Regions from separate parts of the Mus musculus genome. Here all the other regions are linked to region 1. A link is a contact called in public Hi-C, HiChIP or PLAC-seq and promoter capture Hi-C data. All regions are on one chromosome and are shown on one strand. Each heading gives the region's core, a stretch centred on a gene start, on an enhancer-like site or on the middle of the called end of the contact. The rest is flanking DNA. Distances are from core to core; before and after follow the strand shown. Region 1 holds the start of Pbk (PDZ binding kinase). Region 2 holds the start of Msra (methionine sulfoxide reductase A). Region 3 holds the start of Bnip3l (BCL2/adenovirus E1B interacting protein 3-like). Region 4 holds the start of Kif13b (kinesin family member 13B).

What was found. Promoter capture Hi-C pulls out the DNA fragments that hold promoters and counts their contacts. Hi-C and Micro-C count contacts between places; a contact is called where the count stands out from the background. HiChIP or PLAC-seq counts read pairs in DNA pulled down with a chosen protein or histone mark.
Region 2: a promoter capture Hi-C map of pre-B cells shows a contact between it and region 1, with 2.4 times the contacts expected there. The contact joins the promoter of Msra here to the promoter of Pbk in region 1. A contact is called at or near these places in 2 of 39 promoter capture datasets (the C10 cell line and pre-B cells).
Region 3: a contact with region 1 is called in an H3K27ac HiChIP or PLAC-seq map of extraembryonic endoderm stem cells, with 7 times the contacts expected there. The contact joins the promoter of Bnip3l here to the promoter of Pbk in region 1. A contact is called at or near these places in 2 of 39 promoter capture datasets (erythroid cells and pre-B cells) and 1 of 115 datasets of contacts at active chromatin or transcription factors (extraembryonic endoderm stem cells).
Region 4: a contact with region 1 is called in a Hi-C map of erythroblasts, with 7 times the contacts expected there. The contact joins the promoter of Kif13b here to the promoter of Pbk in region 1. A contact is called at or near these places in 1 of 39 promoter capture datasets (stem cell-derived epiblast-like cells), 1 of 484 Hi-C or Micro-C datasets (erythroblasts) and 2 of 115 datasets of contacts at active chromatin or transcription factors (embryonic stem cells and pancreatic cancer cells).

What each region holds. Positions count from the first base shown.
Region 1 is chr14:65,803,469-65,810,622 of GRCm38.p6, reverse strand. Pbk (PDZ binding kinase) reads right to left here and starts at 4,712. Exons shown (of 8, transcript NM_023209.2): 1 at 4,489-4,712; 2 at 1,334-1,408. The coding sequence starts at 1,388.
Region 2 is chr14:64,438,239-64,445,392 of GRCm38.p6, reverse strand. Msra (methionine sulfoxide reductase A) reads left to right here and starts at 4,353. Exons shown (of 6, transcript NM_001253712.1): 1 at 4,353-4,683. The coding sequence starts at 4,548.
Region 3 is chr14:67,006,085-67,013,238 of GRCm38.p6, reverse strand. Bnip3l (BCL2/adenovirus E1B interacting protein 3-like) reads left to right here and starts at 4,362. Exons shown (of 6, transcript NM_009761.3): 1 at 4,362-4,551. The coding sequence starts at 4,455.
Region 4 is chr14:64,648,143-64,655,296 of GRCm38.p6, reverse strand. Kif13b (kinesin family member 13B) reads right to left here and starts at 2,756. Exons shown (of 40, transcript NM_001081177.2): 1 at 2,641-2,756. The coding sequence starts at 2,695.

The DNA of each region.
Region 1 (7,154 bases), core at 3,463-5,962:
ATACATGACAAGAGGCAGAGCAGAGCAGAGACCTCTGAGGAAAGACAACAGCAAGCCCTGTTGAAACCCCATAGCACTGAAAGGCAGTCCCAGGCTTGAACACAGAGGAAACAGCCCAACAGTCAAACCACAGAGACAAAGCAGAGGTCAAGGACAACTAGGTAGCTGGAGTCTAAGGAGCAGAACACAGGAGGGAGCTTAAAGAAAGAAAAGAAAGGATTGAAAAGATCCACAGAGTGCTTGCTTAAGTACTTAACTGCACACATGTTTAGCGACCCCAAAGCAACGAAAACAATAAGCTAAATAACTGGAAATGACAAGTCAGGAATAAGATCACTTTCTCATTAGCCAGAGCAGGTGGTTCTGCAGCAGACAGTTGAGTGAAGCCCTCTAAAGGGTAACAGTTCAGTACTACGGCTAACTCTTAGCCCAAGCAAAGTCTGTAAAAAAGTTTAAAAGCCAGTCTCAAAAGCAGCAGGCTTATCACCATTCAGTGATATGAGCTTGGAGCTCTGTAGAGTGATCCAAACCATTTTCACCACTCTGTAGAGTGACGAAATCCAGCACTCAATGACAAAATACCTACTACCTCCTAATAAAAAATTACCAGGTATGAAAGAAGCAAAAAACACAGCTCATGCCAGAAGAAAAACAAACCAATGGAAATATACCATCAAATGACAGAAGTGGCAGGAGAATGAATAGAAAAACAGGTACCCAGCTCAGAAAGATGCTGACTGATGTAAAAGATAGTCTGGGCACACTATAGATGTTCTTAAAGATCCTCATGGGCTAGGTGTGGGAGCACAAGTTGTAATCTCAGGAGGTAGTAGAGAGACTGGTGTCTAAAAAGGGCATTTGTGGACAGCTATATCTAATAAATACATTGGGAATAACACTAATTCAAAAATATGCTGAGCCAGGTTATAAGGTAATTTTTTAAAAAAAGTCATAGAGACTGAAATGGAAAAAAAGGCACAATGTCTATTAGTCTACATTTGACCAACTAAAGACATCTTGAACAATCTTCGAGACACCTACACATGTCTTGCTGTGCAAGTCTGATGCTAGATTCCTAGATCCCATGTACAAAGATTACAGCTCCTATTACCCTCTAGTTCAAGCCAGAGGACCACTACTAGACAGGTCCTAAATTCCAGAACGACCATCAGTGAGTAGACAGAAAGTCCGGACTGTGCTATTAGATTCTCTGTTATGGTTAGCACTGTTATAATGACCAATCTTATGCCTGTTTACAGACAATGACAAAGGAATAAACACTAAAATGTTTCTAGTAGAAACAGCAACAAGAGAAGGTCTTTTGCAATCTTACCAGATTTCCTTTTTTCAGATTTGTTTGGCGTCTTGAAATTATTAATTCCTTCCATTGTAGCAATCACGTTAGGTCCTATAATGAAAACAAGCAAAGTTATATTGCAACTATCTAAAATACTCTCATTTGTGAGGAGAATCCCATAACATCATTTTATCACAGAAATATACAATTTGAGACCTAAAAATGACCTCAGCAAATAGTCCAATTTTATTTATAAAAGTAAAATTGAAGCCCAGAGATACAATGACTTTACTCACGGTCATACTATCATTGAGTAGGAGTTGTGGTTTTAACTATACAATATATAGCGGTCAGAGGCATAGCTCAGACACTTAGTAAAGGTACTTGCTGCCAAGCCTGTCAACTTGACTTCAATTCTTGGATCTCATTTAGTAGAAAGAGAGAACCAACTCACACAAGTTGTCTTCTGACCACCAAACACACTATGTGGCATACATCTACCCACACACATATACAATACATATAGAAACAACTATAATTTTAAAAACTTTTAAATATGTAACTTCAATAAAAAAAACTACCCGAAGCGAATGGGGCTGGGCTGGGGTGGGGTGGGGTGGGGTGGGGTGAAGATATCTTGTCACATCTTTAAAAAAAAAAATACTACCTAGTTCTAAAAGGTTAGCAGAAACTAGGAATGTAGCTCATGGGTAGAGTCAGCCTGGCATGCACAAAGCCATGACCTGAGTTCAATCCCCAGTGACAAAACCAAAAGGTAAATACTATGTCTCCCTCTCATACTTCCCACCAGTTACAAACGTCTCATCATCCTTTAAGACAGCCCTATATGCACACCTGTAATACCAGCACTCGGGAGGCTAAGACCGACCTGGGCAACAGGGAGACCTTGCTACAAACAAAACAAAAACAGAAACCCATGCATATAAGCAGCGTTATTCTAATAGTCCAGACAGACAACAGAAGTACCCACTAGATGCTGAATGCAGAGCAAAAAGTAACAAGCTTGCTACTGTACAACACAAATGAGCCAGGAAAACATGCCAGGTGAAAGAAACCAGACAGAGAAAGCCACACACAGATTCCATTGATGGCGCATGTCTAGAGCTGTCCAGAAACGGCCATTATTTCCTGATGGCTTAACTGTGGCGACAAACAAATGAAAAAACGAAAGAGGGTTCTGGAGATTGGGAGCTCATTTTTGGACGCTTTATTAGACATCTTGGTGGAAAGGTCGAACAGGCAGGCAAATACAGATCTGGAACAGAGCTGAAGACATGACCCTGTGGGCTTATCTACAGCAGTGGGATTAAAGCTGGGCTGCTAGATGAGAAAGGGTCTCGTGCAAAATCCTTGGCAAAGAGCAGCCTGGAGACTGTCCTTGCCACCACAGCTTGAGGACTGGATACAAAGGGCACAGTGTGTTTTTCAAAGATTAAAATACCTAGGTTTAGCCGGGCAGTGGTGGAGCACGCCTTTAATCCTAGGACTTGGGAGGCAGAGGCAGGTGGATTTCTGAGTTCGAGGCCAGCCTGGTCTACAAAGTGAGTTCCAGGACAGCCAGGGCTACACAGAGAAACCCTGTCTCAAAAAAACAAAAAACAAAACAACAACAACAACAAAAAAATACCTAGGCTTAAACATTTCAGCATTCCCTCATATTCTGGACACTCAAAAATGCCTCTCTTCCACTTACCCTGTTTGTACCAAAATATCCTACGTCCCGCCCAGCTCAGTTGTCTAATGGGACTTTTCTTTCCTGGCTGAGATAGAGCCTTAGTCTATACTGTCGTAGATCTGCATATACATTCCATAGGCATTAATTGTTAAATAACTATACTTTCTTTAACCCATATCACCTTTAGGCTTGGGGTTCAAAGGGCACATCTGACAGAGCTGGGGCATCTATTGATGGGCTTTCTAAGCCCCATTTATGTGGGTCTCCCCATTACTTAGACTACCCTGAACTGGCTGTGTACACCAAGCTGACATCCAACACGACATACTCCTGCTTCAATCCCCAAGCACTGAGGTCACATGCTTGGTTACCATGAGAACTGCTTATTTAAGATTTGACTTTTCCCAGGGGCGTGGTGGCGCACACCGTTAATCCCAGTACTCCAGTCAGAGGCAGGTGAATTTCTAAGTTCAAGGCCAGCCTGGTCTACAGAGTGAGTTCCAGGGCAGCCTGGGCTACACAGAGAAACCCTATCTCGAAAAAACAAAACAAAACAAAAAAAAGATTTGACTTTTCATTATACACCTTCCATCACCTATGTGTGTGTGGCAGGGGTGGGTGGTCTATGCACAACAGTACAGGAGCCTGAAGTGAAGGATGGCCTCCTCTGGAATGACATGTAGTTGTTTGTGAGCCACTCCACATGGGTGCTGGCAACCAGCTCAGGGCCTTTGCAAAAGCCCTGCAGGCTCTAACCAATGAATCAAGACTCCAGCGTCCCCCACCCATAACTTTATAATATTAGCACTGCTTGGCTTTTCAAAAGTATCTTTTTATTAGCATATGCTAACTCTACATGATTTCGAGTTTCACTATGAATTTTCATATAAGCATGTAAACATATTTTTTTTAATACCAGTAATCCCATGTATAAAACTCTACCCACAGCCATATTCCCTGTCCTTTCTTTGGTCTCCATTCCCTAGTTACTGGGACCCCAGGCACTCACTACTGCTTCCAGGTTTTGGGGTCCTGAAGATGGATCCCAGGGCTGCATGCATGCTGGGCACAGACTGTACCCAATGAGTCACTGCCCTACCACAGGCCACTTTTCTACTGTGGCCTCACCTTAAAAGCAGAGAAATCCTCCCCCCACCCCCACCCCCCTCCTCCTTCATGGGGAAGGGAGTGACTTTCTCCCTGAACCCCCAAACTTTCCGCGATAAAGGAGCTCAGGGTCAGGGGCTTGGAGGTGTGCGATGGCTCCAAGGGGTTCCCCTATTCTCCATCCACTATCTCCCTGGGTCCTCCCCTAGCCGCTGTGTACCCTCAGTTTGCTGTTCTTCCCCGCAGATCTCCTCCAGGTCCTCCAGTGGAGGCAGCCTCCCTCTCGTCCCCGTCCCTCCCGTCCGCGACCCTCCCCTCAGGTCCTCGATGCTCCACCCCTGACCCCCAGTCTGCCAACCACCTTCGAGTCGGCCAGGCTTTCCCTTACCACGCTCGCACGCTCGGGTAAAAAGGTGAAAGTGACGGGCTGGCTCAAAGCTGTCTGGACACCTAGTCCGGAAAGTGCAGGCTCAGCTCCCTCCCGCCAACAGCGTAACCGCCGCAGCGTTTAGGGCGCGCGCATTTTCAAAGGCCGCGGCCCGCCGAGGGGCACTGGAGTTCTAACTAAAAGCAGTCAGAAGACTCGCTCCAGAAAATGCAGGAACAGCTCCCTCCCGCCAACACTCGCAGTAACCGCCGCGGTGTGTAAGAAGCACGCTTTTTCAAAGGTCCCGCCAGAAGACTACGGGGCGGCACTAGGGTCAAAACTCACGCGTTCGCACAGTCCTCCCAGGTTTACTGGAGTTTCCAGGTTTGATTTAGTCCTAAAAGAAGAAATCTTCCAGAGCGATGGCTAGAAAGACATAGCAAGTGTCAGACAGATGCTGGCGGAAAAACAAAATATATATCTGTTTTGAAGGCAAATTACCCAAATTACAAACACTGCTCAGAATATGCAACTAGGAAGTTTTATTGCAGATATATGTGTCCTTAAAACACTAATTAGAAATGTGTAGATTTTCATTATTTGAGGCTGAGAATAAATATAGAATATTTTGAAATTTTGCTAACTTAAAAAATTATTGCTGTGTTAGTGTGTTTGTGTGTGTGTGTGTTTCTGCTACCCACATGGGAAGATCAGAGGACAACTGCAGAAACTGGCTCCCTCCTTCCCTCCTTAGATTCCTGAGATCTAAATCAGAAGGCCAGGCTCTGGCAGCAAGCTCTTATCCTCATTGAGCCATCTCACTGGCCCAGTTTTGTTAATTCTTGGAATTACCACAGTCTACTTAACAAATATTTTCAGAGCACCTACTGGGTGTCAGGTATCTGCACTTGAGTGCCCACTGCATAACATAATCTACTGTGTTCTCTACAAGAAAAATGAATTAAGTTTAGGAGAACAGGAAGACATTCCCATACCTACTATGTGGCTCAGAGACCATGTGATACCTTAAAAAAGAAAACATACAATGTAATACAAGAAGCACCAAGAGGCCTCCTCAACAGGAACGCTCTGTGCCGCATTGTGACCTCTTCAAACGGTTAAAGAAATTCAACCAGTCTGAGGCCAGATAGATAGGGACATCTTCTTTATGAAGACAGAAGTACACACAGTGGCATGACACGTATGTATTCATGTGTTTATATACATTAACACACTCATTTGTCTACTGACATTATCTTGTAAGACCCCCGAAGCTGGGCCTCCGCTCAAGTCCCGGGATGAGCTGGCCAGCACCCCAGTGGCCCGAGAGAAAACCACACCTGATGCAAACTGCAAGAGGTTTTATTATCAGCTAGCTGAGGACAAAGTCCCTCTGCCATGTAGGGCAGGGGAGTTCGACCCTGAGTGGTGACAGTAGGGGGCTAGCTGAGGAATTGGGAGGAGTTGGGAAGAGTTGGGAGGAGTTGGGAGGAGAGTTGGCTACAGCTCCTTTTCTTTCTGGCGGGGGGGGGGGGGGGGGGGGGGGGGGGGGGGGGTGATGAGCTGCAGCCTCCTCTCCAGCGTCGTCTATCTCCATGTCCTTGTAGGTCTTCCTACAATTATCGCATCTCTGGCTGTAAGGCTCAAAAACAAAAAAGGCGTTTTGCTGGCTATAGAGAACAAAGAGCTTCTTTCTGGCTGCATTTTTAGAGATCAGGGAAAACAAGTTTGGGGAACGTCCAGGGGCCTTACCTTCCAGGTAGAAACGCTCTAAGTCGGGGTCTCACAATCTCATTGGCACTAATACCTATTTTATTTCTATGATTCAGTTTCTCAAATGTTTTCACTTACAAGTTCTCTCCTCTTTCTTTCTTTCTCTCTCCCTCTTTCTTCCTTCCTTCCTTCCTTTCTTTCTTTCTTTCTTTCTTTCTCTCTCTCTCCCTCCCTCCCTTCTTTTCTTTCTTCCTTCCTTCCTTTCTTTCTTTCTTTCTTTCTTTCTTTCTTTCTTTCTTTCTTTCTCTCTTTCTTTTTTAGTATGTAGCCCTGGCTGACCCAGAACCCGATATGTAGATCAGGCTGGGAAGAGCCCTCCAGAGTGCCCTCAGCTGCTGAGCCAACTTCCAGCACCGAGATTTCTTTTCTAAGTGCGGGAGATTTTGCTCAATTTAGAACTATCTGACATCATTCAAGCAAAATAAATGTGTTGTTTATTCCTTGCCCTATAGTAATTAAGTAACTGTTGGAAATCTGTGCTGGGGAGAGGCCATCCTGCAGGCTGAAAGGAGCTCTGTCACACACAGCTATTCAGATAAAATGGAGATCACTCACAGACTCCTGCCCTCTGTTCACCCATCAAAGTCAAAGCCATTTGCATCTGAAACCTTCCTTTGCCTGTTTCGTTGACAAAGAAAAGGACCCTCCTCTTGCCTAGGGCACCCAGTCAATCCAGAAGCTCTGGAGCCCTCTCCTTCTCTCCCACACCACTGCCAACCCCCCACCCCCCCACCCCACCCCCATCATAGAGATGATAAAAGCTAAATGATGGTGATTGTATTTCGTGAGGATACACACACATATTTAGCTTTTGCTGTGATTTGTTTGTTTTGTGTGGCCCTGGCTGTCCTGGAACTCACTCTGTAGACCAGGCTAGCCTCGAACTCATAAATCTGCCTGCCTCTGCCTCCCAA
Region 2 (7,154 bases), core at 3,104-5,603, 1.4 Mb after region 1:
CTTCTTGCAGCTGCATCTTGAGAGTGCATTGGTCGCTGAGCTCTGGTTCTCAAGGTCAGCCATCGGGAGAGGTGATAGCTGAGAAGGGGAGCTTGCCCCTTGCCTCTAAGGTCATGGCCTTGGAGCTGTACAGAGCCACATCTCCCTTCTGGGATTGTCACTTCATCACATGGCCACATCTAGTTATTCTCCACTGGAATAATAGGCCCAATTAGAACCTAGTGGCTCTGCTAGTTTGCAAACTCGAGGTGAAGGAATGGTGGGAGACACATACTTCCTCTTGAGAAGGACCCTGAAGTGGGCTGCTTTTACCTTTTACCCAAATCATTCCCTTCTGTGTTCCACTCAGGTCCAACCAACAAAGTCAGTGCTGAAGAAGTGAGGCATTTATCTCAGCCAGGTCCACCCTAGATTTTTTTTTTTTTGTAAAGCTGTGACCTTGACCTTGGAACTTGGGAACACTCAGATTTGAATCCAAGTTCCTCCCCTTAGTACCTGTTTGTTTGGGCATCTTTCTGAGCCTGAGTTTCTTTACCTATAAAACTTTGAAAAGGGGTTGGAGCGAAGGTTAAAAATAAAGCATGCAGAGCTAACAGGAGCCTCCTGCTTTGTAATGAAGGCTATTCTCATTTCATCTTCCCCTTAAAAAATTCAGTAAAATAATCCATGCAATTAATTAAATTCTTCAGACAGCTTTGTATCTTCTGGAGACAGGCTGTATATAAAGCCACTTGGTTATAAGTATGCAAATGTAAATGTCACTTAAGCTTTTTGTTTATTCATTTATAAGGGTGTCTCTCGACTGAGGTAAGTGAAACCTTATCTGTGTGAGCATGCCAGGGCACCTTTGCTGTATTTGCAGTTTAATAGAGTAGAGGTGACAGCCAAATGCTAGGCACTTGTTGGCTCTTGAGCAACTTCTCTGAGTCACTGGCCTTTTCTTCTTCAGAAGGCCCGAGTCCTCCATGTGCGTGATCCCACTGAGGCTTAGCCTGTGATGGGACACAGCTACCTGGCAAACCAAGGAAGCTTCTAGCAGAATCTATGACTAGTTGTAGTACAGATGCCTAGTAAAGTAAAACGGCTGAACACTGACACTGGCGAGCCAGAAACACATATGTTTCAATTAGGGAAGTCGTATGCAACCAGATCCTTAGATAACAATCTGCTTCCTAATCCATGCTAGATGAAAATGCTTTTCTATGTTGATTCTTTCATAGGGTTTTTATTGTTTTTTGGTTTGGATACAGAGCTCATGGAGCTCAGGCTGGCTTCAAACTCACTGTATAGCTGAGGCCAGCCTTGCACTCTTGCCTCCTGTGATAGTTTGAATAGGTATGTTTCGTTCCCCGTAGAGTCATGTGTTTGAATGCTTGGTTCATGGGGAGTAGCACTACTAGGAGGTGTGGCCTTGGTGGAGTAAGTGTATCCTGTGAGAATGGGCTTTGAGGTCTCTTATGCTCAAGTATGGAATGCAGTCTCCTTCTGCTGCCTGTGGATCAAGATGTAGAACTCTCAGCTACCTCTCTAGCACCATGTCTGCCTGGATGCTGCCATGTTTCCTACCATGATGATCAATGACTAAACCTCTGAAATTGTAAGCCAGTCCCAGTTAAAATTTTCCTTTATAAGAGTTGCCTCAGGCACGGTGTCTCTTGACAGTAATAGAAACCCTAACTAAGGTACCTCCACTTCCCAAATACTGGGGTTACAGACTTGCACCATCATGCTAGTTTTTCCTGTTGTTGTGTGGTTCATTTGATTGTATGCTTGTTGAGATCAGAATTCAACACTTGATATCATTTCTCCATTCCTTGGATGTACTGTATTTATTGTGTTTATTGTATTTGTTTGTTTGTTTGTTTGTTTTTGAGATAGGGCCTCCTGGCTTGGAGCTCACCAAGTAAGCTAACTAAATTGGCTGGGTAGTAAGCCTCAGAAATCTTCCTGTTTCTGCCTCCCCAGTGCTTAGGTTATGAGTGTTAGGTCCAAAGTGGCACCCCAAAATGGCAGTGTTGATGACTGTCCTACAGAAGGACTTCGGCAAGGTAAGCAGTAGGATTGTTACCAGGTCAACAAGCTTAAAGGCAGGTTTCTGTTTACTAGAAAATCAGATCTAATGAAGGTCCCGTTTGCCAGGAACCACCTTTAATCTTTTCCCAAAGTCAACTACCTCAGGCAAAGGCTCCTAGTTCCCAATCAACCCAGGTAACCCAGATAAGACAGCTTGTTGTCACATAACACCTGCTTTTCTGCTGGTTTGTTTGGCTCTCTGCCCTGTGCCAAGACACCTTGGTTAGTTTGCTTGCCAATAAACCCTTCATTCTACCCATGGCATGGTCCAGTTTATGCTGCACCCTTATCTATAGCGAGTGTGCTGCCACGCCCAGAATTTTTGTGTAGGTTCTGGGTCTAGACTGAGGCCCAGAAGAATGAGCATGACTGAGCTCTCTTTTTAGCTCACTCACTATCGAAGAAGAGCCAGGGTCCTGCTTAGTGGAAGACCGTTTTCTTCTAGAGTGACATCCTTAGGAGAAATAATCTACTTTCTTGAACCTGCTGTGTTCTGAGATTCTTTGTTGTTGCCCAAGAGAATGTGAACACCGTATCTTGAAGGATATAAATTGTTAGAACTTGCCAGAAGCCTGAGTGTAATTAGGATGTAATTACAGCACGTGACAGTAAATATGGAGGCTGGCTCAGAAGGAAGTTGTTGGAGTCTAAAGGAAAAGCAATGCTTAGTCCTGAAAATAGCATAATTATTTTCTCTCCTCAAAAAACAAATCTCAGAGGTTTGATATGGTAGCCACAGCTTTAATCCCAGGATTTAGGAGGCAGAGGCAGGTGGGTCTTTGAATTCCATGCCACGGCTACAGAGAGAGACTTTGTAATCAACAAACAAGCCAGGAAACAACTCAGCCAACACAGCTAGTTTGTTAAATAAGGTTAAACTTGTATGAAGGAAACTTTAAAGAAATTGAGATGCTTCTTTCTTTCAAAATGCTTGCATGAGTATAGTACAACCATTAGGATCATTGAAAACATTTAAACAGTGTACACAGAACCCTCAAAATGTTTAAAGTGGGGCCAGAGAGATGGCTCAGCAGGTAAAAGTGCCTGCCACCAAGCTTGGTGTTTTGAGTTGGATTTCTAGGACCACAAGGCAGGAAAGAAACTTTAGTAAGAGACCCACTACTCTGAATAATAAAACTCTAAACAATGCTTTTACTTTATTTTTTTAAACTCATTTCCCCTTGGTAGGTAAGTAGAAATGTGTGTGTGTGTGTGTGTGTATATATATATATATATATATATCTTACATACTAAATATTATGGACTGTGGTTCTGGGATACCTAACATTACACAAGCAGTTTCCCTTAACATTACAAATTCTTCCGTTACACAGTATTTAGTTACGAAGTTTTTCTTGCATGACCCTTGTTCTGTCAACCACAAAACAGAAAAAGCAAGTCACTGTGTGTCAAAGGGCAGTAAATTACAAGTACAATTTTTTTTAACACATTTTTTTTTAGTGACCAGGCCCTCTTCAAGCCTGGACGGGACATCTTGGATCTTGGGATGGTTTCAGGCAAGGCCTCGTAGAAAGAACCTGCTTGGCATAATGTCACAGCAAAAGCAAGCCACAAGTAAACTGTTGAGAACAAGTTGGCCCAGGAGACTTTTACATTATAAGACAAACACCTTAATCTGTTTAACGTTGTGTGTCTGGCAACATTCTATGCAGTACACTAATCCTAGTCCTTATATTACAGTCCCACATGAACACAAAGTGGTAACTAAACCCACGGAGAAGCTTAGCTTCAAAGCTTCAAATCCCTGTGGGCGCTAATCCTCAGTTCCTTCCTTCATGTGAGACTACCCGCCCATTTTGGCAGTGTGTAAATCAAAAATCTCATACAGGACCTCTGAAATCACTCATCTGGTCCTAGCCACCTAAAGATTAAGGCTAGAGATTCAGTTTAGGAATATTCTCTCATAATTTCTGAAGTCCGTCTGGTCCAACTTCACCATTAACTTCATTCACATAAAGCGTTTAACAATGTATTTGTGCCTACATTGTTTACTTTATGGGCTGTGAGATGCGCTGAAGAATGTATTTATACATTTATACACGTACACACACTATATGTTTATATTTCATGTTGAGTACTTGATCCTTTGTGGTGTTGAGAATTGTGCTTTGGTTTCACTTTGGATCGATGTGACTTATCAAGATGGTTCCGATAGAAATAGACAAATTTCCTAGCTGTCCATCTAGCCATCCTCTTATAGGTCTGCCTTTCTTCTAGCTCGCTGCCTTTTTATGCACACACATTGATTTCCCTTTTCTACTTTGTGGTTGAGTGAGTACATCGCACCCGGAACCCTGGCTGCGGAGGTGGAGAAACGGCAGCAACTCTGACCTCCCGCGGTGGCGCCCAGCCAGCATCAATTTTGGCCCGCGCGGCTTCACGTACTCTGGGAACTTTGTCCCTCAGAGACAGCCAGGCCTGGAGGTCTGCCCCGCGAGACGGACACGCCGCCCATGCTCTCCGCCTCTAGAAGGGCTCTCCAGCTCCTCTCTAGCGCCAACCCGGTACGGAGGATGGGCGACTCAGCTTCGAAAGTCATCTCCGCAGAGGAAGCCTTGCCGGGACGCACCGAGCCGATCCCTGTAACAGGTAAGGTGGCACGGCTGCTGAGCATGCGCGTGGAGCCTGCGCACAGCGCCCTCCCGGAAGAAGACGTGCGGGACCGCGGGTGGGTCCCAGGTCGGAGTCTACGCGTGCGCAAAGAAGCAGCGAATCCCCCCCTCCCCCCAGTTCTCCCGCCCCCCAGCCCGGGAAGGGCGGGAGCTCAGCTGGGCAGTCTCCTGCCTGCGTGCTTCTCTTTGTTTGAGTCTCGCTCTGAAAGACTTTAGCGTTGGGATCGACCCAGCCCGTTTGCTGGTCTGCAGCTCCGTATTTGGGGCTAGTGGAGTCTGGTGGGAGCCCAGCCTTAGTCTTCCTTTTCACCTAGGCCTCTAGGAGCGTCTAGCGGTGCCAGTTCATGGAAGCGCTGGAGGCAGACCTAACAACGCTGGGAACTTAGGTTTTGAAGTGTAATTTTCGGCCAGAGCTGGTTGCAAGAACCCTCCCCAGTTTGTAGTTATTTCAAGGGCATGCTGGGTTGTCTCCCCCGTTTGCAGAAACTCCACGTGCTATGGATGAAGCCTCTAAGAGGTGTCTGTGTGTGCTCCCTTAAGCCCCAGGCGCACGTGAGAAGATCAGCTGATTACCTGTGTGACTCAGTTTTCTCCTTGCACCACTTAGGACCTAGGAGTTGAAATCGGATTGTAGTTCTTGTTGACCTTTTACCTTGTCAGCCCTATTGTAATGTTTCTAACCCCCCACTCTTGGGAGTATTCGTTCCTGAAAGGTTCTCACTGTTCCCAGTACAGAATCCAAGTTCATGTGCTTTCCACTTGGAAAGGGACCTGAATATTTTAGAAAGAGTGGGGACAAAGAGAATGACTTATTTGGTAAGTTAGCAAAACCAGAAGAAGGTGGCCAGGTAAACTGTTTTTTTTTTTTTTTTTTTTCAGGCTCCATTTATCTTCAGGCAGAGAGGGTTGAGGAGAGGGGTTTAGGGCAGGAGCTGACAAATTATAGGCCTCTAGGTATCTTTCTAGTTTGGAGTTAGGCGTCATAAACCTGGAGGCCAGCGATCCGTTGACCTGACCCGTAATCACAAGGCTACTGGATACTTCTGTGGACAGTGGAAATATCTTATCTTGATCTCTTCAGACTTGAAAGGGGAGAGGAGAGGCTAGGAGATTTTGCTAAGCCATTAACCTTGTGCTACTCAGTTCAAACAAACATTCCTTGAGTGCAAAGTAGAAATACAGTTGAATACAACATGGAGTTTTTGACGCTGAGTTTCCTTTGAACCATAAATACAGTGAAAGCCACAGACACGTCCCAGGGGTTATCTGCAGCAGAGATGGAGGGAGACTTCTGATAGGTTACACAGCTGCACAGCCTCCAAACTTAATGATTTTTTAAAAGTCAAGTATAAGAGGAGCATGGGTGTCATGTCGCCCAGTCACATGGCAGGCTGGAGGGTCTCTGGTAGGGAGGGATCTAAAGTAACTGAGAGAAGGGAAGCTAGAGGAGTTGCTTAGGGTTGCCTTTGGTTCCAGCAACACTGTGCCTCACTACGTCTTATAAGTTTTGGTGACCATGATGAATATGAAAGTCTTTATATTTCCTAGTTGGGAAGTTGTATCCTTCTCTATTGCAGCCTCTGCTCTCCTCATGTCTCTATATGATCTATTGAGTCTTGTTGTTATCTGTACCCCGTTCTCTCAAGAGCCCTGTGGCCAGTGGAGCCCCCTCTTAGGTGACAAGGCCCATCTGTTTAGTATTGCTTTGCCTAGTCCCAGCCATGCACTGTCATCAGATGCCTTTGGAGCTAAACCCGCCATCTCAGCTTCAGACTTTCCCTCTTTGCATTCTCTAAGATGGCTGTACCCTTTTATCAGCTGCAGCCTGGTGGCAGATTTACATTCTGCAAGAAGGCAAGATTCAAACCTTCAAGGCTTTTAAATTTTTCTTTCCTCTGGGCCACCTCGAATGGATGGAAACATGAGCAGGTTTGGGTGACTGGTTCCTGCTTACATGGTAGCACACAGTGGGCCTGGTAGAAGCACTATGTTCTAGAGTTTCTGATATAACCACTCTTCCCATGTTGTATGTATGAATGCATGCATATATGTTGCTTTTGATATAATTTTAATGTGCATCCCAGGTTGGTTTTGAACTCACTGTGTAACCCATGCTGGCTTTGAACTCTCAGTAGTTTTTGCTGCGGTCTCCTGAGTGCCAGGATTACCAGCATATAATTCCACCTGTGCTCTCTTCAGTTAAGAGTGGGGTGGGGGAGAATTGAGTATGGGAAATAATTGTAGTGTGAGGAAGGCCTTTGCATCCACAGCTAGAAAATCAAGAGACTGGTAACTAGATTAATTAAAAGTCTGTGTGGGGGCCGGAGAGATGGCTCAGTAATTAAGAGCACTTGCTGTTCTTTCAGTGAACCTGAGTTAAGTTCCCAGCACTTACATGGTGACTCACTTACAACTTCAGTTCCAAGGGATCTGACACCTTTTTCTGGC
Region 3 (7,154 bases), core at 3,113-5,612, 1.2 Mb before region 1:
CACGACATTAAAAAGTAGTGTGTTTAAGGTCTGCTGTGGCCATATACCTTCAGTCCCAGCACACTAGAGACAAAGCCGAAGCCTACTCTACAAAGTCTCACAACATTCTAGATAAAGGCAAGGAGCTAATCCCTTGAGTTCAAGGCCAGACTACAAAGTAGGTTTCCGAGCTACCTATGAAGAGTCTGTCCCCCTCTCTTTCCCAATTTAAGTGTGTCTAAATAATGAATCTTACCAATTTTCTAAGCTATTTGAGAACCCTTAGTCTATCTAAAGATGGAGAGTTGAAGCTGTGTGAGTTTCTTACACAGCATTCTTATCATGTATAGTGAATCTGTGGGACCTGAGGGGGTTCTCAAATGTTTAAGATACTGGGTCATGTGGGATGCACTAGCCCTATGTTTGAAATAGAGACTTTACAGATTTGAAGTTAACATAAAATGGCCCTTCATAACACCTTGCTTGTCACATAGACAACCACAAAACTTCGGGTTCTACAAAGAATTCTTCAAGCAGGAAGTTAAACTGGCATAAAAATATTTAGAAATAGGACCAGCAACCGGTTTGAGTAGTTTCCCACCAGGGGGCAGTAGTTACATCTTGACCAGCCTCTGTGAACTGTTTGTGGATTGTATAGACAGGTATGCCATTAAAACCCAAACCAGGCCAAGTAAACAGTGATTTTAAAGTGTGCTTGTATCCAGGTTAATGATTGGAAGTTAACATAAAATGGCCCTTCATAACACCTTGCTTGTCACATAGACAACCAAAAACTTTGAATTCTACAAAGAATCCTTCAAGCAGGAAGTTTAACTGGCATAAAAATATTTAGAAATAGGACCAGCAACCGGTTTGAGCGAGTTCCCACTAGGGGACTGTTTGAGACCCGTGATAGACATCCAACGCCTGTTTGAATGCACCAGGCTCTCTGAGAAAGGACTTACTTACCATTCTTCCCTTGCAAAGGCAGATCTGATAAACCTTGTTACAAGACCAAAGACTTCACGCACACTTGTGCAGAGTTAACAGCAAGGTGTGTAAATACGATTCTCTGGACAGTTAAAAAGCGCTTAAGGCGAGAGAATGTTCACTCAAACGTCCTTAGGCCTGTTTTTCTAGAGGAACTGGGTTCATCCTATGTAAGCGTAATGCCTTCCTATTTCCCCCTGATTCCCATGTTGAGGATTTTGTTTTGAGATAAAGGGTAGTCTTTTTTTTTTTTTTCTTTCTTTTTTTTTTTTTTGGTTTTTCGAGACAGGATTTCTCTGTATAGCCCTGGCTGTCCTGCAACTCATTTTGTAGACCAGGCTGGCCTCGAACTCAGAAATCCACCTGCCTCTGCCTCCCAAGTGCTGAGATTAAAGGTGTGTGCCACCACCGCCCAGCTCAAAGGGTAGTCTTGAACTGACGTTCTTGCTTCTCTGTCTTCCAAGTGTGTGCTGGTGGGTGACTTTCAAGTATTATCTATAAAGAGGATTTTCTTGTCTACATAGCCACACTTGTGTGGATTTTCCATAGCCAGTTCCTGGTTTTGATTTTTGTTTTTATTTTGCAAGTAGAAATTAATAATCATCCCAGTCTCAGTGTAAAAACTATTAGTGTACAGCCCTACAGCCAGAATTAGTACCTTATGGGATAGGGACATTACAGATCTGGGACATGATGACAAAAATGCGTTCCAAGGGCTGACCAGATGGCTCAGTGGGTAAGAGCACTGGCTGCTCTTCCAAAGGTCCTGAGTTCAAATCTCAGCAACCACATGTTGGCTCACAATCACCCGTAATGAGATCTGATGCCCTCCTCTGGTGTCTGAAGACAGCTACAGTGTACTTATGTATAATAATAAATAAATATTTTTTAAAAATTATTTCCAAAATAACAAAACCTTGAATCATGATTATATCAACCATCTTCTTTCTTTTTTTTGGGGGGGGGGTGGTATTTTTGTTTGTTTGTTTGTTTATTTGAGACAGGGTTTCTCTAGCCCTAGCTGTTCTGGAACTCACTTTGTAGACCAAGCTGGCCTCAAACTCAGAAGTCCGCCTGCCTCTGCCTCCTGAGTGCTGGGATTAAAGGTGGGTGCCACCACCGCCCGGCTATCAGCCATGTTTTCACATCTCTAATTGAACAAAAACTGGCTTTTCACTTTTATCCATTTAAGAAAGAAAGGAAATGGTGACCTAGGTTGGGTGTGGTGGTGCACACCTGTAATCACAACAGCCTCGAAACAAGGAAAGGGTGAGGAATCCAAAGTCATGCTCAAGCAATGCAGGGTCCCAGGCCAGCCTAGACTGCAAGCCACACTATCAAAAAGGTTCGGGTGGGGCCAGAGCCATGGCTCAGGATCTCCTGTGGCACCTACATGGTGTATCATAGCCATCTGTGATCCCAGTTCCAGAGGAATCCAGTCAATCTTCTTGCCTTGGGGGGTGCAAGTCATGGAGATTGTACACATGCATCCACCCATGCACACACATACACGCAAATAAAAGGTTCATACAGAGTCTGAAAGAAACAGAACAATGTGACCCAGTTTGTTTGCCTGCTCCCAGTGTTTCTAGTCTGGATATAAGATTCTTACAGAGTATGCTCCAAAGAGTACATTCTCAATATGAGGCGTGTTTCTTTTCATTCCTAGTTGGATCTTTTGAAAAATCTGTCTTTTTGCTTTAATTTTCTATTTACGTATTTGAGAGGAGGCATGCCTGTGGAGGTCAGAGAATAAGATGAGTGGTCTATTTTGCCTACTTTGCACTATATGTTAAGTCAGTCTCAGGTACATGAAGTACTTAGACATAAAATGAGAAGACCCAGAGGAATGTTTTTATACCTGCATTATGCCTTTATAAATATAACACTGTATGTGGGAGGCCTAAGAGATGATTTTTATCACTATTTATGTGTGTATGGCACTGTGTACATGTGGAGGTCCAAGGACAGTTTGTGGGGTAGGTTCTCTCCTTGTACTATGTGAGCCCCAGAGATTGAACTCAGTATATAACTCTGGGCTGCAGCCCAGCCTTTAACCGGAGTCATCTCACCAGAGAATTGGGGTTTTATAAATGCATGTGGATGTTTGCCTGCACGTATGTCTGTGTACCATGCGGGTTTCTCATGCCCTCAGATGCCGGAAGACAGCATTGAGTGCCCTGTGAACGAGCTGTCATGTGGGTGTTTTGAACCAAACCTGAGTCCTTTGCAAGAGCAGCCAGTGTGCTTAACCCCCCAAGCTATCCCTCCAGATCATGTTTTTGGATGTCAATTCAAAGTGACAAAGACTTATTGTGTGTGCCTGTATTTATGATTTAGAGGGGGAGGGCATATGCCACGGTGCATTGGTGGAGGTCAGAAGGCAACTTTGTTAGCTTTCTTCCCATCTACCGGGAGCTCCGGGCAATGAACTCAGTCTGCAGGTTTACTCAGCAAGCGCCTTTACCGGCAGAACCATCTCACTGGCTGGTCCTAGATTTAGTATTTCCGTGTTTGGGTATCTCAGACCATATTTTTAAAAAAGACAATTACATGAAAATTCAACAACTGCAATTAAAGCAAAGTTAAAAGGCAAGTACAATATTGAGAAAAACATTATACAAAAATCGGGTCAAGGAAACTTGACAAAGATACGACGTAGGAGTATTTAGGAACATTAACAGAGTCAGCAACCAGCGTACAGGAGGTAGGGCATTTACAGAGATAGATAACAACCAGGGTTTGGGTAAATCTGTATTTTCTTTTCCCTTTTAATTTGTTTTTGAAGGCAATGGGTCGCTCGATAGCGTAGGCTGCAGGGAACTCGAAATCCTCCTGCCTCAGTCTTAGAAAGAGCTGAAATAACAAGTGTGCGCCACGCCCAGCCATTGATTTTTTTTTTAAACCGTGATTACATGTTACCTTTGCAATTAAAATGTTATAAATTCCAACAAGGTGATTAGCTCCAAGGTACCTCCCACGGTATTCTGTGGGAGGCACAAATGGATGTTTCACTAAGGGGAGGAACTGGGGTTTTCTGCTTCTTTAAAGCCACGGGTGAGTTCTTAAGTGGATACTGCAGGCGTGGGAGGGGTTCCATTCAGGCCCCGCGCGCTTCCGGGCTGCACACTCCTCCCTAATCTCAATCCAATGCCAACTTCCTAGCTCAGCCCTTCCGGCTATTGCGACTGACTCGCAGGAATTCTTTCCTGGCGCCCGTATCAGCTCGACTTCCGCACCCGCACGTCCCGAGCAGCTCGCGAATGCCCCGCCCAGCCCGGCCTGGTCACGCCCCCTATCCTGGGCTCCGACCCCGCCGTCCAGCTGCCTGTGTTGTCATCACATGGTCCGGGAGGGCCCTGACGTCACGAAGGGAGGGACTGCGCAGACGCAGAAAAGGGGGCGGGGGAACTCGACTTGTTGTGTTGCTGCTCGAGAGCCGGATACTGTCGTCCTGCGGCCGTGCCGCTTCCAGTCTCCAGACCATGTCTCACTTAGTCGAGCCGCCGCCGCCCTTGCACAACAACAACAACAACTGCGAGGAAGGGGAGCAGCCCCTGCCGCCGCCCGCTGGCCTCAACAGTGAGCACGGGGCCGCCGGGCTCAGCGGAGGGATGGGGGAGGAGGAGCCGCTCGGCCGCCGCCGTGCGGGCGGGGGGGGGGGGTTGGTGGTGGTGGTGGGGGAGTGGGCGGGAGCAGACGACAGCTCATTGGTTGGGACCGAGATTGTGCGTATGACTGACAGCGGCGCGCTCCGGTTAGGAGCAGGCGCTCGGCGCTGGCTCGCGGCCTGCGCCTTGGGCGCCGAGGTTTAGGGTCGCGGTGGGCGTCGGGAGCCGGAGGCGCACGCAACTCGGGGTGGCAAGCGGAGGCTGGCCAGCGGAGGGGGAGCATGGGACGTGCGGCGGGGACACCGGGGGATGGACGCGACCGGTCGGGCGTGGCGGGTGGACGTGCGGCCGCGCAGGTGTGCTTGCGGAGCTCGCCTCCTACCACACGCCGGTCCAGGGGGTCATCGGAGTTTCGTGCAGGGTGCTTGCTCCGCCCCTGACATTTATCTTTTTTTTTTTTTTTAGTCTGAAAATTCCCAAGTTTCTCAAGTGAGTTTTTTGTTGCTGTTAACCTTGAATTCATATTTTACTGCTTTTTCTTTTCTTTTTCTTTCTTTTTTTTTTTTTTTGAGAGAGCTTCTCATGTAGCCCAGGCTGGCCTCACTCGTTGTGTTGCTGAGTGACCTGATCCCTCCTACTTTCCACTTTCCCAAGTTCTTGGGTGACAGGCGGCAGCCACCATACTAGTAACTTTTCAAGTGCTGTTTCTTATGTTAAATGGATTGGGTGCCCAGCACATGCCCTAGGATCACGTCCATTTCAGCCAAATCTGCAGTGAACTTCAGGAAATACAGTAAACAACACAACAGACGCAGGCCACAGGTACTAGCAATTGAAAGTTGATGGTCAGGATCCAGTTGCAGTCAAACAGACATCTTGTCCCCAGAGTGTCCGCTGTTGTTGTGAGATCGCCGGACCTTCTTGCCCAACCTTTCTGTTTGGATTTCATGTCTTAATGAAAGAGGTAGTGGGTGGTGGTAGTTGTCACAGGGCCAGATGAAGTTCTTTAAAAGCCATTTGTATGCTTAAAGGTCAGGCAGTGTCTTTCATAAGAGGGATGGCTTCCAGGGTGGCCAGAACGGTTTAGGGAAGAGCTGTTACTGAGTCTAGAGGATAGTGGCAGGAGCGTTTGGGTATTTTAGCCAGGTGTGGTGCCACTTGCCTGTCATTCAAGCACTAGGGAAGTGTAGTAAGCGTGGTCCCCAGAATAAAACTTTGTGTCAGAAAACAACAAAACCAAAAAATAAGGAACAAAGAATTCAGGAATTTTAAGACTCTGTCCCTGCCCCATATTTTGATAAGCAATATTTGATAACTTCTCTAAAATGCCGGCTTTTACAAAGATCTAGTCAAGTGTGTCCTTAAATTTTACTCATAATCACATAATTCAGAATTTAAAATTTTTACCCATCTTTAGCATACATTTTTGGAAATGAAAAGACTAAAGAAATACATGCTTCATGTTATTTCCAGAAGCTGTGGCTCTTTTTTGAGGCCCATGGGTGCTTTCGGGAGCCTTCCCTTGTTTTTGGCATGCTTATATATGAGTATCTTCCGCCTGGGCCTTTATGAGTTAGTTGTGCTCAGCGTCTTCTTACTGCTTAGATGTCTGGAAAATTCAAAGGGATTTTCATTTTTCTTGGATTCTTTATTAACAACAGAACTGAAAAGGGTTGAGCTATGTTTGTTTATTCCTAAGTCTCACAGACCTGGGAGGTGTTTGTCATGGACCAGCCAGCTTCTTCCTTAGTTTTCTCAATGGCTCTTGGAGACCCTCCAGCCTATAGATGATACCAGATGTTACTTTGGGAAATCTGCTAGATAAAAAGTATTGTACTTGGGCTAATTAAGCTGTACTTTTAAAAGTTACTGAAAGCTCGATGGTGCCAGGTTTAATTATTGTCCTTGCCTCTTACTTTGCTTGCTTTGTTGTTGTTGTTGTTGTTTTGTTTTGTTTTGTTTTTTTTTTCGAGACAAGGTTTCTCTGTGTAGCCCTGGCGGTCCTGGAACTCACTCTGTAGACCAAGCTGACCTCAGCACTTGGGAGGCAGAGGCAGAGGCAGAGAGATCTGCCTGCCTCTGCCTCCCAAGTGCTAGGATTAAAGGGGTGTGCCACCACTGCCTGGCCTTTGTTTGCTTTTTAAAGTTTAGTACACAACCCTGGATTGAACAAAACAAACTTTATTGATTCTTCCAAGTGATTTTTTTTTTTTTTTTTTTTGGATGAGCAAAACAACTTACTCAGACATCTAAAACCATCCTAATTGCTGATAACTCTAAGCACTTTGCTGGCCGCAGTTCCACAACTGTGGAAAACAGCAGCTGAAACACATACAGATTATCTCTGGCTTGGGATTTTTATCTTTAGTTCAAGGATCATGGCAGAGGGTTTGTCTGTCCGTTTTAATGTGTATGGGTGTGCCTGCATATATGTATGTGCACCATGTGCATACCTGGTGCCTATGAGGCCAGAAGAGGACATCAAATCTCCTGGAACAGAAGTACAGATGGTTGTGCGCCTCCAAGTCATGCTGGGAATCCAACCCAGGTCCTCTGGAAGAGCAGATACTGCTC
Region 4 (7,154 bases), core at 1,507-4,006, 1.2 Mb after region 1:
GTAGAGAATTTTTTAATTTTTTAAAAAAGCAACTTTACTATGTACACAGCCCAGACTCACCTCAGAGATCCTTCTGCCTCCACCAAGTTTTAAGATTACAGACATCGACAGAGAGACAGACGACACACAAACACATAGACACACACACACTTCCTTTCTTTATCTTGACAAATTAACCACTACAACTCTAGTTATCATTAAATTAGGAACTACCAATTAATATTCAATTAATTTTCCCAACCCCACAGACAGTTAAGCAGAAAAACTGAACCCCCTTAAGCACAACCAGCCACTGAGTCACACAAGAATCGAACCCTACCCTGAAGAGTTCTGGAAACCTTTGGACTTCCCTCAAAAGACACAAATGTCACTCAAACAACAGAGTCTATGATCAGAAATACAACCCAGTGACCCAGTCTCAGCCTGTCTCCATGTCAATCCTCAGGACACTTCCCGCACATACACACTGAGTCAGGAGCACTCAGGACTAGACCCAACTACTTGACAGCCACATGCTATCCCTTAAAACACTACATTCCCCAGAAGCAATGCTTAAATAGAATTCTTTTCAAACTCAGCAAAAAGGAGCTCAATTTTGTTACTCCCTTTTCATAGGAATTCAAGATGCCAACTCAGAAATAACAAGCTTTAAGATTCCTCTCTATTATATTGCATAATAACCTGTAGATGAAGAAATTATCTATGATGAGCACTAGAAACAGAAGACAGAGTAAGCAAAGAGACTACGGGGCAGCTGCCACTGGACAATGGGGCCAAACTGTAAACATTCATTTTAAAGTGAGTTCAGCCAGGAGTGGTTGGTGCACCCCTGCAATGCACTCAGGAGGCTGAGGGAGGAAGATGACTGCAAGTCCCAGGCCACCCTGGTCTACACAGAGACTGCCTCTAAATAAATGAAAAAAAAAAAAAAAATAGGACTGGGGAGATGCCTGGGTGGTTGGTTGAACTCAGATGGTTTAATGGATGAAAACCAAGTGAGGACCAGAGTTCAGATCCTTAGCACCTAAGTTTTAAAAAGAAAAGAAGGGTCAGGTGTTGTGGCGAATGCCTTTAATCCCAGCACCAAAGATCTGGGCAGAGGCAGGCATATTTCTATGAATCTGAGGCCAGCTTGGTCTACATAATGAGTTCCAGGGCTATGTACAGAGACCCAGTCTCAAAAATAGGAAAGAAAGAGAAAGGAAGGAATACAAGGAACAGCTAGAAATCATTCAACGAATATCTCAAAACTCTGAGCATTAGTAACAGCCACTGTCAGAATTACAAGCATAGCAAATTAAAGACAGTAGCTTCCTCCCAGTAAGAGAAAACAAGGAAGAGTCCGGCTCTAACTATCTGTGCCAAACCCTGCTGTGGTGGCTGGTTAGAGGCCTCCTTCAGCACTGACATTTCCAAGGGTTTTGCAAAAAGGAAATTTTAAGAATGTGCTGAACCCTTCCTTTCCGAATCATTCCCAGATATGTCGGATTTCATTTGGCTGTTTTCTTTTTTTCTTTAGTTTTTTTTTAATCGCAGTAATGATCACAATGAGGTGAAGTGATCTAAAATAAAGATGTCTGGATACTCAAAAAATGGGAGAACTGAAAACTTTCAGACTTCTAAGCTACTCACTCTGTTTTGTGAGAACCTGGATGTTAGGAGGCAATGAGCTGAGAGCTTAAAAAGTTCCGTCTTCAGGGGAAAAGCTTGCCTCATAGACTTCAGCAGGTTCAAGTAGGCAAACCAACGACAAGAAAACAGAGACACCAAGTTCCCAAGGAACAACCAACCAGAGAAATCTTTGTTAACTTTTACACCTACTTACCTCAATACATACACAAAAGGGCAAGGAGACAGAAAAACTATTTCCTACACACTAGACTTTAAACACAGTAAAACAAACTAGAAACCTTGGAAAATGACTCCTGCACTTAATAATGGCTCTAGCTAGTCAGTAGTCTAAATCAATTAGCAGCAATTCCATCTCCCGGGAGCGCGGCAGCAACCTCAATAACAAGACTTGTCTAGAAAGTGTTTTCAAACACATCACCTCATTTTAAGTACCCTGCCCAGTCACCCTCTGGTGAAGCTACAGAGGCAAAAAGCAGCTACTCCCCGGATTCAAGTTGGGCTTCAGTCTTTCCAACTTGGATAGATGATTTACGTGTCCTGGGTTTATCTACTTTCTCTACCCTCCCTACAGACTTCAGAGCATGTCTGAAAGATACAATTTCCCAAGAATCTTGGCACTGAGACTATTTATTGTTGAGATGATGACTATCACTTCAAGCAAAAGGAAAAAAAGGAAACCTCTCGACAGTCATAAACCAGAAAAGAACTAAGAAGGCATGCATGTCCTTCCTTTTCTGCAAACAGCCACAAGGTGCAGGTTCAAGGGAGAACGTGGAAAATCGAAAAGTAGGGCTGTCCGCCCTAAGAGCTGCGTACACAGGAGGACTGCGAGGCCGGAGCTGCCCCAGGCCTGGAGAGCTCGGTGACAGCTGGCGGGGCGGAGGGCTGAGGGCCCGACCGCGCCGTCGAGGGCGCACGCGCGCTGAAGGGAGCCCGCCGAGACCCCCGGGACGCCGAAGCTCTACCACCACAGGCACCTGTCGCCCCCGGCCCGGGACAAGCGCTCACCTCGTCGGTTCATTGGCCGGACCCGTACCGCCACTTTCACTTTGGAGTCTCCCATCGTGCTACCGCCGGGGTTCTCACTGCACCTCCGTCTACCTCGGCCACCGGACAAACTCTCCGAGGCCAACCCGGCGGGCGGGGGCTGTGGGGGAAAAGGGGGCGGGACCGACGAGGGGCGAGGACCGGTGCGTCCCGGGGCATGCTGGGATGTGTAGTTCCCACAAGTCAGGCCGAGGCGCTGGCGGGAAAATTCGCGCGCCGCTCTCTGGAACTTGTAGTCATCTGTCGCCGTTTTACAATTGTGCCGCTGTTCCTGTACCTCCCTCTCCTTTCTTTTCCTTCTCTTTCTTTACTTCTTCCTCTCTCTTCCTTCCTTCCTATCTGTTGCAGGATTTTCCCTGTCCATCCCGCAACACCTAACTTCTCTTTTGTGTGCGTGTGGAGAGTTTTCTGGACATTAAAATTAGCACTTTATGAATGGTAGGCAAGCGCTCTATCCTTGAGTTATATTCCCAGCCTTCCTTTTATTATTTTTTGAGATAATAAAAGTAGAGATAGTTTATTAAGAAAGAGAAAGCCAACTGGCCATGGTGTCACAGGCCTTTAACCCCAGCACTTGGGAAGCAAAAATAGGCTGATCGCTGTTGAGTTTGAGGCCAGTCTGGTCTATAGCATGAGATCCAGTATAGCCAGGAATATAAAGAGAAACCCTGTCTCAAAAAAAGAAAAAAGAAAAAGAAAGAAAGAAAAGGCACTTCTAAGAATAGGAATGGGCTAGTGAGCTGGGAAAATACATACACTGCCTTGTTGGTGCTGGGCCTTTCCCCTTCTGTGTAATGTACTTGTTATTTATTTATTTATTTATTGGATGTGTGTGTGTGTGTACACATGTGGGAGCATGTGTCAAAAGACAACTTTCAAGAGTCAGTTCTCTCCTTCTATCTACCCTGTGGGTCCTAGGGATGGAATTCAGTTATCTGGCTAGCAAGCCAGAACATTTACCCACTGAACCATCTCAATGGCCCTGTTTGGAGTTTTGTTATAGTTTTTCATTGGATGGGTGGGGTTTTTGGGGTTTGTTTTGTTTTGTTTTTTTACTTCTTTTTCTCTTCTTTTTTTATGTTTATGGATGTTTGCCTGAATGTATATCTGTATGCCTGTGCTGAATTCAGAAGAGGGCATCCGATCCCCTGGACCTAGAATTACAGAGAGTTGCGAGCCACCACATAGGGGCAGAGAATAGAGCCCAGTGAGCCAGCTCTCCAGCCCCTGTGCTTTGGGTTTTGATAGAGGTCCACATGAGTTGCTCAAATTAGCTTTTTACTTGCAATCTTCCTGTCTCACCCTCTCAAGTAGCTGGAATAACAGACCTGAGGCCTCTCTCGCCTGCCTCTGTATCTAGCCCTAGCTGGTCTGTAAACTCACTCAGTAGACAGACTGGTCTCCACTTCAGAGATCCATCTGCTTCTGCCTTCTAAGTGCTGGAGCTAAAGGTTTGCACCTCGCCTCACCTCGATTCTGCAGGACTCTTAAACTCTAGCAATCTGTATTGAGACTACGGTGTCCAAGAACTGACCCTTCATCTGAAAACCTCTTCCTCTCCTTTTTAAGACCTCTGGGTTTGATCCTTGATTTTGATGATTTTCTCTGACTGCCTTGTCCCCCTCTTGTTTCTTTACTGACTTATCCTTCAGGATAAATGGATGCATTCAACCTTGACCACAGCCTCTGCATCCTCTGAGTCATAACCTTGGGTTATGGAAACAAACTTAACTCAAATCCCACTCATTTGCCAACCTGTGGTCACGGTCAACTTATTTGGCCACTCAAATTTCATCTTTTTTAATGTGTAAAGTGGAGACCCTGTGTCACCCAACCTGCAGTGACATTTATCGTGTGAGTCAATGAAACCAAAGTGTAAATACTGTTTATCAGCCTCACAGAGACTGCTGGTTGGTGGTTTGTGCACCAAGTCTATCCTACAAACATGTTCTGTTTAGCCAACACAAAAGTCAGATTTGGGGTGCATTAATGACCCTTACTATATGTTAGTAACACTAAATCAAACAGGAATAGCACTGGACATACTATAATCCCAGCACTCAGCAAACCGAAGCAGGAAGATTGCCATAAATTGAGACGAGTCTAGGCTCCAAGCTCCTACCTCAGCCTCCCAACTACTGGGACTACAGATGTGAGCTTCAATGCCCAGCCCCACTCTAGCTTTTTAAACTGGGGCAGTGAGATAAGAAAAAAGAAGGTTAAGAAGTTTCAACAGGAAATTTTATTTACATGGAAATTCAGGACAAAGGCCCTGAGGAATTGTGGTTAGTCTCCCTTTGGACTCAAGGTCTCTTGATCCTCAGTGAAGATGCAGAAGATTCTTAAGGCCTGTAAGTCACCACCCAGCGACAGGTGAGAGAGGAAAGACAGCTAGCTGCAGGTTACAACCTGCAGCCTGGAGAGCCCCAGGGGCTCCACAGCCAGATAAACCGAAACTGGAGCTGTTCAAGTTAGCGTGCTGGGGGGCGGGGGGTGCAGTGGGTTGCCAAGAGGAGGGAAAGCCCTGGTTTCTGCCTAGTCACCTTGGAGGGGAATGGGAAGAGAAGAGAGAAAAAGCACTCTGTGCTTTTGTTTTGTAAATGGACAACCTTGGATGGGGTAGGTGTTCTGTAGAGGTTGAAAATAGATGTGAGATATTATCAGTTAACTGCGGCTAGGAGAGACTCATTTTACCCCCTGGATTTTGCAGATCTATCTAATCTGAGACTGACTTCTTGTTTTCTATTTGTTCCATTCATGTGGCAGTTTCTGATGCTGAGGGACTTTCCTTACTCCTTCTGTTTATTTCTTTCTTTTGAGGGGTTTGTTTGTTTTGCTTTTGAGACAGGGTCTCACTATGAAGCTCTGGCTGTCCTAGAACTCACTATGTCGACCAGGCTGACCTTATACTAACAGCAACCCATCTCCCAGCTGCTCCCAACTGCTAGGATTAAAGGGCTGCCTCACTATGCTCCCAGTCTGTTTCTTCATGGTCATCTTTGACCTGATGGTACTAACCGAATACCTACTTCATGCCAGCCGCTACCCTAAGCCCTTTACATCTCTGAGCCTGTTTAATTCTCACACAGACTGGATGGAGCAGTTAATGTTATTGCCTCTACACTGAGGATGTAAAGCAGAGTAACATTCAGGTGAAGCCATGCTGTCAGCAACCACCCGCTGTATTCTGCAACCTCTCGAAGCAGAAACAAAGTCTGCATACAAATTGTTCGATCCCCAGAAAACACAAACAGCTCTGTTTTGCATTCCACTCCCCCCACCCCTGAGATAGGGATTCTGTGTGTCACCCTAGATGTCCTGGAACTCGATCTGTAGACCAGGCTGGCCTCAAACTCAGAGATACACCTGCCTCTGCCTCCCGAGGGCTGGGAGTAGATGTGCACCACCTGGCTTACATTTTTTCTTCTTTAATTCATCAACATTCAACCTGAAGAGCCATTTCCCCTCACCACCTGTTCCTTCATTCTTTCAAGAATCAAAGCTCAATGAGTTCGAGGCTAGCCTGGTCTACATAGTAAGCTCCTGTGAGAAAGAATCACAACTCTGCCATGAAAATTCCTGGCGCTGACTGTGCCTACGGTACTATTTGTCTGTCTGCAGTCACAGTTCCGTACTCCACTGGCACAGGTCTGTGGCAGCCTTCAGATTCTCTTTCACCCCACTCCATGGCAATGAGGTTCTGCTAGCTGGCCCCTGTGCAGCCCATTCAACAGCCCCTCCATCTGGACAGCCCTTCTAACAGCTTCAGATCTCACAAGGCAAAGCAAGAACAAACAATGACAATGTAATTGTTCAACTTTTAGAATTTCATACATAACTACAATATATTTATGTCATATCCACCCCTTCCCGTGTGTGTGTGTGTGTGTGTGTGTGTGTGTGTATGTATGTATTTATGCTGTAAGGTTGTCTGTGTATACGTGGGTGTTGAGTTGACCTTTTGGACAAATGTGGTGGCTTATATGAAAATGTCCCCTGTGGGCTCATATATTTGAATATTTGGTGTCCAGTTGGTGGTGCTGTTTGGGGAGGTTTTGGTGATGTGGTCTTGTTGGAGGAAGTGTGTCACTGGAGACAGGCTTTAAAACTCACGTCCTTTTCCAGTTTTTTTTCTCTCTCACTCTGCTTCATGCTTGCAGTTCAAGATATAAGCAATTAGCTTCCTGCTCCACATGTGGTCACATGCAGGTAACCATACTGCTGATAGTTCATGTACAGATATACTATCTTACGACAGTCCTCCCGGTCCTCTGGCTCTTCCTGTATTCACCCCCTCTCCTGAAACCCTTGGGTATAGATGTCGTGTCCCATTTGCAGATGGGTGCTTTCTATGCTTTGGTAAGTTGTGGTTTTCTGGAGTAGCCTCTGTGTGCCGCAAAAAGAAGCTTTTTGATGAGAGTCAAGGTGTGTACTTATCTATGGGTGTAAGGAGAAATAGTTAGAAGATGGTTTAT